2 separate regions of the Anas platyrhynchos genome follow, and region 1 is linked to region 2. A link is a contact called in public Hi-C data. All regions are on one chromosome and are shown on one strand. Each heading gives the region's core, a stretch centred on a gene start, on an enhancer-like site or on the middle of the called end of the contact. The rest is flanking DNA. Distances are from core to core; before and after follow the strand shown.

What was found. Hi-C and Micro-C count contacts between places; a contact is called where the count stands out from the background.
Region 1: a Hi-C map of subcutaneous adipose tissue shows a contact between it and region 2, with 1.8 times the contacts expected there. The contact joins the promoter of LOC101794055 here to the enhancer-like site in region 2. A contact is called at or near these places in 5 of 8 Hi-C or Micro-C datasets (F1 follicle, liver, skeletal muscle and 1 more).

The regions. Positions count from the first base shown.
Region 1 is chr1:141,181,688-141,184,987 of IASCAAS_PekinDuck_T2T, reverse strand. LOC101794055 (interleukin-1 receptor type 1) reads right to left here and starts at 1,508. Exons shown (of 13, transcript XM_027445720.3): 1 at 1,355-1,508; 2 at 147-256.
Region 2 is chr1:141,143,468-141,146,857 of IASCAAS_PekinDuck_T2T, reverse strand. LOC119715628 (a long non-coding RNA gene) reads right to left here. Exons shown (of 2, transcript XR_005262885.2): 2 at 1,366-1,931. Among named protein-coding and RNA genes, the nearest start is that of IL18RAP, 130 kb to the left of the region's middle. Within about 2 kb of position 1,362, at least 1 of the 8 cell types and tissues checked has an H3K27ac peak or open chromatin away from gene starts, as enhancers often do. A contact at or near this core is called in subcutaneous adipose tissue, where this site is marked.

The DNA.
Region 1 (3,300 bases), core at 259-2,758, 38 kb before region 2:
CCAGACATACAGATGGATATCTGCAGATGTGGATAATTAACCATGGATGCCAGCAAAACGAAAAGCTACCTATCCACAGATTTCCACCTCACATCAAACTGGAGACAATGAGAGCATCCACACTACCTTTAAGGAAGTGAACTTACCAGTGTTCAAATAAATCAAACCCAGTTTCTGCGTTCAGCATCAAGTGGAAGAAGCTCATTTTGTAGTCAGAGCTTGTAGCAGTTTTCTATGTCATTTCAACTCCTGATACCTGTCAATATAAAGTAATATGAAAAAGTTGTTACTTAAATTGAAAGTAAATTATTACTTTTTCACCATCATTTTCAAAGAACGAAGCCATTTAAAAGGACCTGGAGGGGTCATGTAGATAAAACTATAAATATAAAAAACACACAGTGATGCAAAAAAAATATAAAAATGTAATATTCTCTGAAAAAAAAAAAAATGTTTACCAAAACCAGAAAGTATTTCTTACTTGAGGATTACCTTAAAGGATCTAAGTGAAGGATTTTGTGTTATTAAACATTTGTCCAAAAGTTTTATACCAGTTCCCCAGCTTTCAACCCATCCCAATTTCACAATCGGTATGAAAGACCAGTGTGTCCATTTAGGAACTGTTTTTGAGAGTTTAAGCACATGCAGGGAGTCCAAGTCAAACAAGAGCGAAGCTACCAACTTTACGAGGAACAAAACCAAAACGCATCCAGCAGTTTCCTGACATCCCTGGCGAAAACTCCCCGAAGTTAAGAGCTGCTCCTGGAAACTTGAAAACTGGGGCCGTGATTCAGCTCGGGAACTGCTGGGTGACAACTACCGAGCTGTCACCCCGGAGAGCTGTCATGCGGTGGCTTGGTTGCAACCATCCCAGCCCCGAGCTCTGCTGGAGGCAGATCCGCGAGCAGTTCTGCCAGGGCAGCGCTTTTGCCCAAAGCCTGCTCTCGTCATCATAACTAACAGATAAATAAATAAAAAAGTGCTTGAAGCGCTTGTTTGATCAGGGTTGTGCAATGAACAGTTGCTGCGGTGCTTTACCAGGTCAAGGAGATTTACGAAAAGCTTTGTCCTGCTTCCTGCTATAAGCCTTTAAACGTGGCACGCTCGGCGCTCCCGCACTTCTCGCTTCCCTGCCCTTCCTCCCTGCCTGCCCTTGTGCAATGGGACCCGCGGAGCGGCAGCAGAGGGGCACGCCGAAGCCAAACGCCTCCCAGCGAGGCTGCTCCGTGCCCCCGCTGCCCCGGGGGGAAAATGGCCGCGCCCCCGCGCGGCCCGCGCAGCCGGACCCTCACCGCCCTCCCCGCCGCGCCTCCGGCTGAGGCGTCTCCCCGAGCCCCTCCGAGCCCTTCCTCACCTCCGTCTGCTTCCCAAGCCTCGGCCGCCGTCCCGGCTCCGCCACATAGCGGGCGGGCAGCTGGCTCCGCCCCGGCCGCCGAGCCGCGATGGGGACTCGCCCCTCCCCGGGGCCGCCCCTCGGCCTGCACCGCCCGGGGGATGGCTCCGAGGGGGCGGCCTCAGGGCAGCCCGGTTTCCCTCAGGGATCAGGGAGGTTCGTGAGCGGGGTGGTCTGAAGCCCTCCTCAGAGCTCCTCAGGGCCATAAACATGAGTTTATGGTTTATGAGTTTATGAGTTTATAAGCTTATGCTTGGGTTTGGAGCAGAGCTTGTTTGCTTTCTGTCCTGTAAGTGTTTGCTTTTTGTCCTGTTCGGTTGTCTGTCCCTTCTACTGTGTCAGGGCATCACTCTTACAGTTCAAACAATTAGCTTTTTCTGTCTGGATTTGGGTAGTAACTTTATAGAAGGTCTCATTCCTTACTTCGATGGTGAAATTAAGCACGTTCAAACATAAAAATGTATTTTTTTTCCAAACAGGGAAAAGTTCCTCTGGAATCGCTTAATTGCCCATATTTTTCAATTCAGTGTCCTCTCCTCCTTGAATTTGACTTAGCCTCCTTCATTTTGATTCCAACCAACATAATTTTGGTCACTCCTCAAAAACCTGACTGCAAGGTACTCAGTAACTGCTTATTCCCATCTCTGCTTTTATTCAAAACCTTCTACATGCACTAACTCCACTGAGATTCCGCATGAAGTAAGCATTCATAAGATGAATTATAAAAACATAAAATAAAAAAGTTCCCCTTTGGGTTTGAGCCGTTCCCAAAGCAGTGTGAAGGGACTTGTTAAGGGATTAGAAAAGTGTGGGAAGGAATATTTTAAATTATTAAATGGCACAGCCGATCCTCTGTTCCAGACTTACAGAACCATTTCCAAAATGGGAAGCTTAGTCTTTTTTTTTTGGGAGAAAGGGCAAGATTGCTTGTCTCTTGTTTTCATTAACACTAATTACAGAAAAGACGGGATTGTCCTACTGGGCTTCTTCTGTGTTGACAATTTTAGGATGAAGAGCTTCTCTGAGCCATGGAGGTGTCAAAAAGGAAAGCCATTTAATGCTGGTCAGCTGATTGGATGATATAAAGGGTGAGACAAACCCTTATGAGCTAGATGAGTAAATTTCTTTCCTGTTGTCTCTGTGTTTATAAACCTTTGCAAACTCTTCTATTTATTTTAGCTCTGTTAAAAGAATATTTTAATCTGCTTTTGCTTCACGGGAGAATATTTTAATGGAATATCTTAATGGAATATTTTAAGGAATATTTTAATCTGTTTTTGCCTTTTCTTGACTCAAGGGTGATGTTAAGGTGACTGGCTAACACTGAAACATTCATTTCATAGGCTATAGCAATCCTAAGAACAAAGATACTAGGGTGTTGTGAGTGGCCATTTGTGCAATATTCCACAATATCCAAAGAATGATAGCAACGCTTCCAACTAAGCTGCACAACTAGTTTGAAAGTTGGTGACTCGTGAGGATTCAGAGAAAGAAGTCTCTCCCAGTAGCTGGCAACAAGCAGGAAAGCCAGGGAATACGGAGCATGCCAGAAACCCATCAGTCTCATAGAAAGAGTAACACCTACATATTGGAAGTTGAAGTAGTCATTTCTAGAATCTGTCATGCATCACTATTTCCATAATTGTGGTATCTCATATCTGTCAAAACCACACTTCTAAAGTAAAAAATCCAAAGTACTGACTGTCATTCATTATAGAGAAACTAATCATGTAGAACCAAAAGTACAATTCTGAAAGAACGCACGCAAGTGTCCGTACTGCCAAGCGGTGATTCAGTGGCAAAGTATGCGTCTTTCTTAAAGCAGAGGATGTTTCCCAGAGTTTCCTGAGTGTTGAAGATGAATTTATCATGAAACATCTAGTAGGACTGCAGTTAGAAAAGAATAA
Region 2 (3,390 bases), core at 113-2,612:
AAGGAAGGTTGGGAGATAGGTAAGGTTGAACAAGGTTGCATAAGGCGCTCTCTAATGAATTTCAAATGTAAAAGAAATTGTATAAAAAATGAGAATTAGTATCAACACCTGTGGCTATAAATAAATAGTCTGAATTCTCTAACCCAGAAGCTGGCAGAATTAGGCACACCTAGGCTATTTCTTCACATGAAGGACCAGGAAAGGAGACTTAAGTAGAGCTATATTTCCTAATCCATCCTTTCTTTCCATCCTTCATCCTGCCACTTCCAGGGACACAGAGATACTTTGCACTCAGGGAGAACGGAGAAAGAAGGGCAGGTGAAAGGGAGCCAGACGACCTCCTCAGGGAGGAGCTGGGGGATGAGTCTGTCCCCCCTCTCCCCTGTTCATGAGGAGAACAGAACTGTGACAGTCACAGGACCTCATCATTTCCATATCCAGACACATGCAGTCTCATTGTGGCACATTTCTGGCACTGAGATTTGTTTTCCTCATTCTAAAAATCATCTTAGATGTGGTCTTTCTTATTCCCAGGAGAGAATTTTTTCATCCTATGCACTAGGCAAAGGCAGGAGCCAGCAACACCTACAGCTGTTTCGAAGCCCAGCTTTTCAGGCTGCTCCTCAGTGTCAAATGTGTCTGTGTGTCTGAATACCAACCCAGCCCTATCTTCACATCACTCTACAGCACATACGTCTATGTACATACCAACACCTAGTTACAGACACTTGGGAAATTTTCAGGTCACCTAGAATCAGGCCTGGAGGGTTAGAAAACGATGGAAATTAGGAGGTGGAGTTGTCTTGACTCTACTACACTGCAAGGTCAAGGAGTCAAAATTCATATTTGAAGAAAAAAAGGATGTTTCAATTTGTAAGTATGGTGCAAATCTGAATGGAGAATGACAGATGGCCTCTCTCTTGAGATGTAGATGAGAGGAGGTATCTCACTGCCAAACTCAGTCTCTCCTCTGCACACTGAATATGCAGACGTGCTGTATGCACACCGTTGAAGGATGCAAGATAAGATTTAAAATCTTATCTTTCCGCAAAGAGTTTCTGCGAAAAAGAGCTTGAGAACCTAATGGCCTTCAACATTAGCTTACGCCCTTCCTAGAAAAAGTGTAGGTTTGTCACCAGACAAGGAAGGAAAAGTACTTCTTTATGGGAACTAGGGAGCTATTTTCCAGCTTAAGCAGTCATCAGCTGGCAGATGCTTGTGGAAAAGCTGTCCTTTTCAACTGAGGCCAGGAAAGCAGTGAAGAGATACTGAGTGAGAACATATGGCATGATTTCATATTGTATCTCTCTGTAGCCTAATTACAAGAGACAGCTAGCCCAAAAACAGGAAAGTGAAAAATGTCAGGGTGGAGCCTGCAACTGGGTGCAGTCAGCATGGAGCGAGACAGGGAGTCACAAACAGTAGGGGAGGGGTCAGGGGAGGTAGGAAGAAATAGCCACACTGGTTGCAAACAGTAAAAATAACAACATAACCTGTAATTTTGAACAGTGTTATTTTTCTTTTTCCATCTGCAGTAAATGGTATATGCTGTTTTGCTGTTTTACTGTTTCATTAATTGACATCCTCCATCCCTTTGACTTTAACTGGGCCTGGCTTGACTAGCATCCAACTTACCATTGTGATTTTTAATAAACAAAAGCTCTTTTTTGAAAGCAAAAACACACTTAAAAACAATATTTAAAAAACATGAACAAGATTGATGAATGAAATCGAGCCTTCTGAAATTAGGCAATACAAGAATGGAGAGTTCAGACACATTATAAAAAAAAAAAATTAAATGCATGATGCATATTCTTTTCCCCAGCTTGCAGGGCACCGGATGGACAAAGCCATGGAGCAAATCAGGACTTTGCTGTACAGGAGGTTGCTCTTGATGGGATTCCTCTCTCATTCATCACAGGATCTGGAAGCTGGTAAGGGATGAATTAGGGGTGGGAGAAAACGAAAGAGAACATTGATTATTTTTTTTGATGACATGAATGCTGACTTTGAAAATCACATTTCATCTTCAGCTTTTCCACAAAACTCCTGTGGAATGACCAACAGGTCACAAAAATAAAAAATACATGGGTGATAACTAATGCTGTATATGCCTTTTGATACCCAAATGGATTGTTAAAATATTGCTTGTCAACGATGCAGCAAAGACACAGAATTTACTCAAGAAAGAAGGTTTAGCTGCATGTTTCATGGAATAGACACCTGGCAGACAATGTCCCTGATAAACATAATGATATTGCAGGTACACAATAGTTTTGAGTACCTTAAAGCTTTCCTGAGATTTCTTTTTCTTTTTCAGTACAATATGATCATAGTTATATACATACATATATATATATATATATGGAAACGATTTCATAAATTTCATCTAGATAAAACTGGGGGAACTTTTGAACAGGCTTTCTTCCCTTCCATCCTGCACTTCTGTGTATTCTTTATGAATTCATAGCAAGTAATTCCCCAAGCCCACAGTGCAAACATTGCTTTGAAAACAAGTGTTTGAGACCCTGCCTTTAAACTCTGAGAGAGTCCCAAGGTCCAGGCAGTAGATTCAGGAGACTCAAGTGTTAGTTATGTTTTGAAAAGCTTTCTGGGGCCTGTGAGAGTGAAGCAAATAATAACTTCAGTTCATTTATTTACTTTTAAGAACGTTTCGAGCTGTTGAATAGTAAGTTGCAAAAGTCTAAAATACTTCATAGGGAATCATACATCCCTTAAGATAATGACATGCCAACCTCTAATATCCAAGCTCTCCACTAATGTTAGGTTTTAGTCTTATTCCACTATGTCCCTAAACACAAATCCAAGCAAAGTTGATGGCTTTTGAATGTAAGGTCAAAAGGTGAGCAAACAATTTACATGTGGCAAAAAATAACTGTGCTAACTATAAAATCACCCTCTTTTTCCCCCCAGTGAAAACAGACACATGTTAACTATTTGTCCTGAAGGAACAAGTTCAAACCAAGTGAAAAAGATGCAATTACATTAGTCACTTCTTAACAACATCATGTGTTTTGTTACAACTTTGGCATTTGTTTCAATACCTAAATTTGGCTCTCCCACACAATCTTGGAGTCATCAATCTTAAAGCATTTACATGACATGAGAAATGCAGGAGTTTGAGAATACAATACTATCAACATCTGCATTTAAAAAAATAAATAAAAATCCATTAAATATGCCTCAGCTTACTTCATTTTATAGTCATTCACAAATAATTTGTGGTCTCTGATCACACGCTTTGAAGCTACACTCAACTCACGTGGAAAGGCTGAATGACAGTATATGGTCACATCATCCATGATTCAGCGACATATTTTGATTTGTGTTGAAAAACTGAAATATGCACTCCGTTTCACATCAGACATG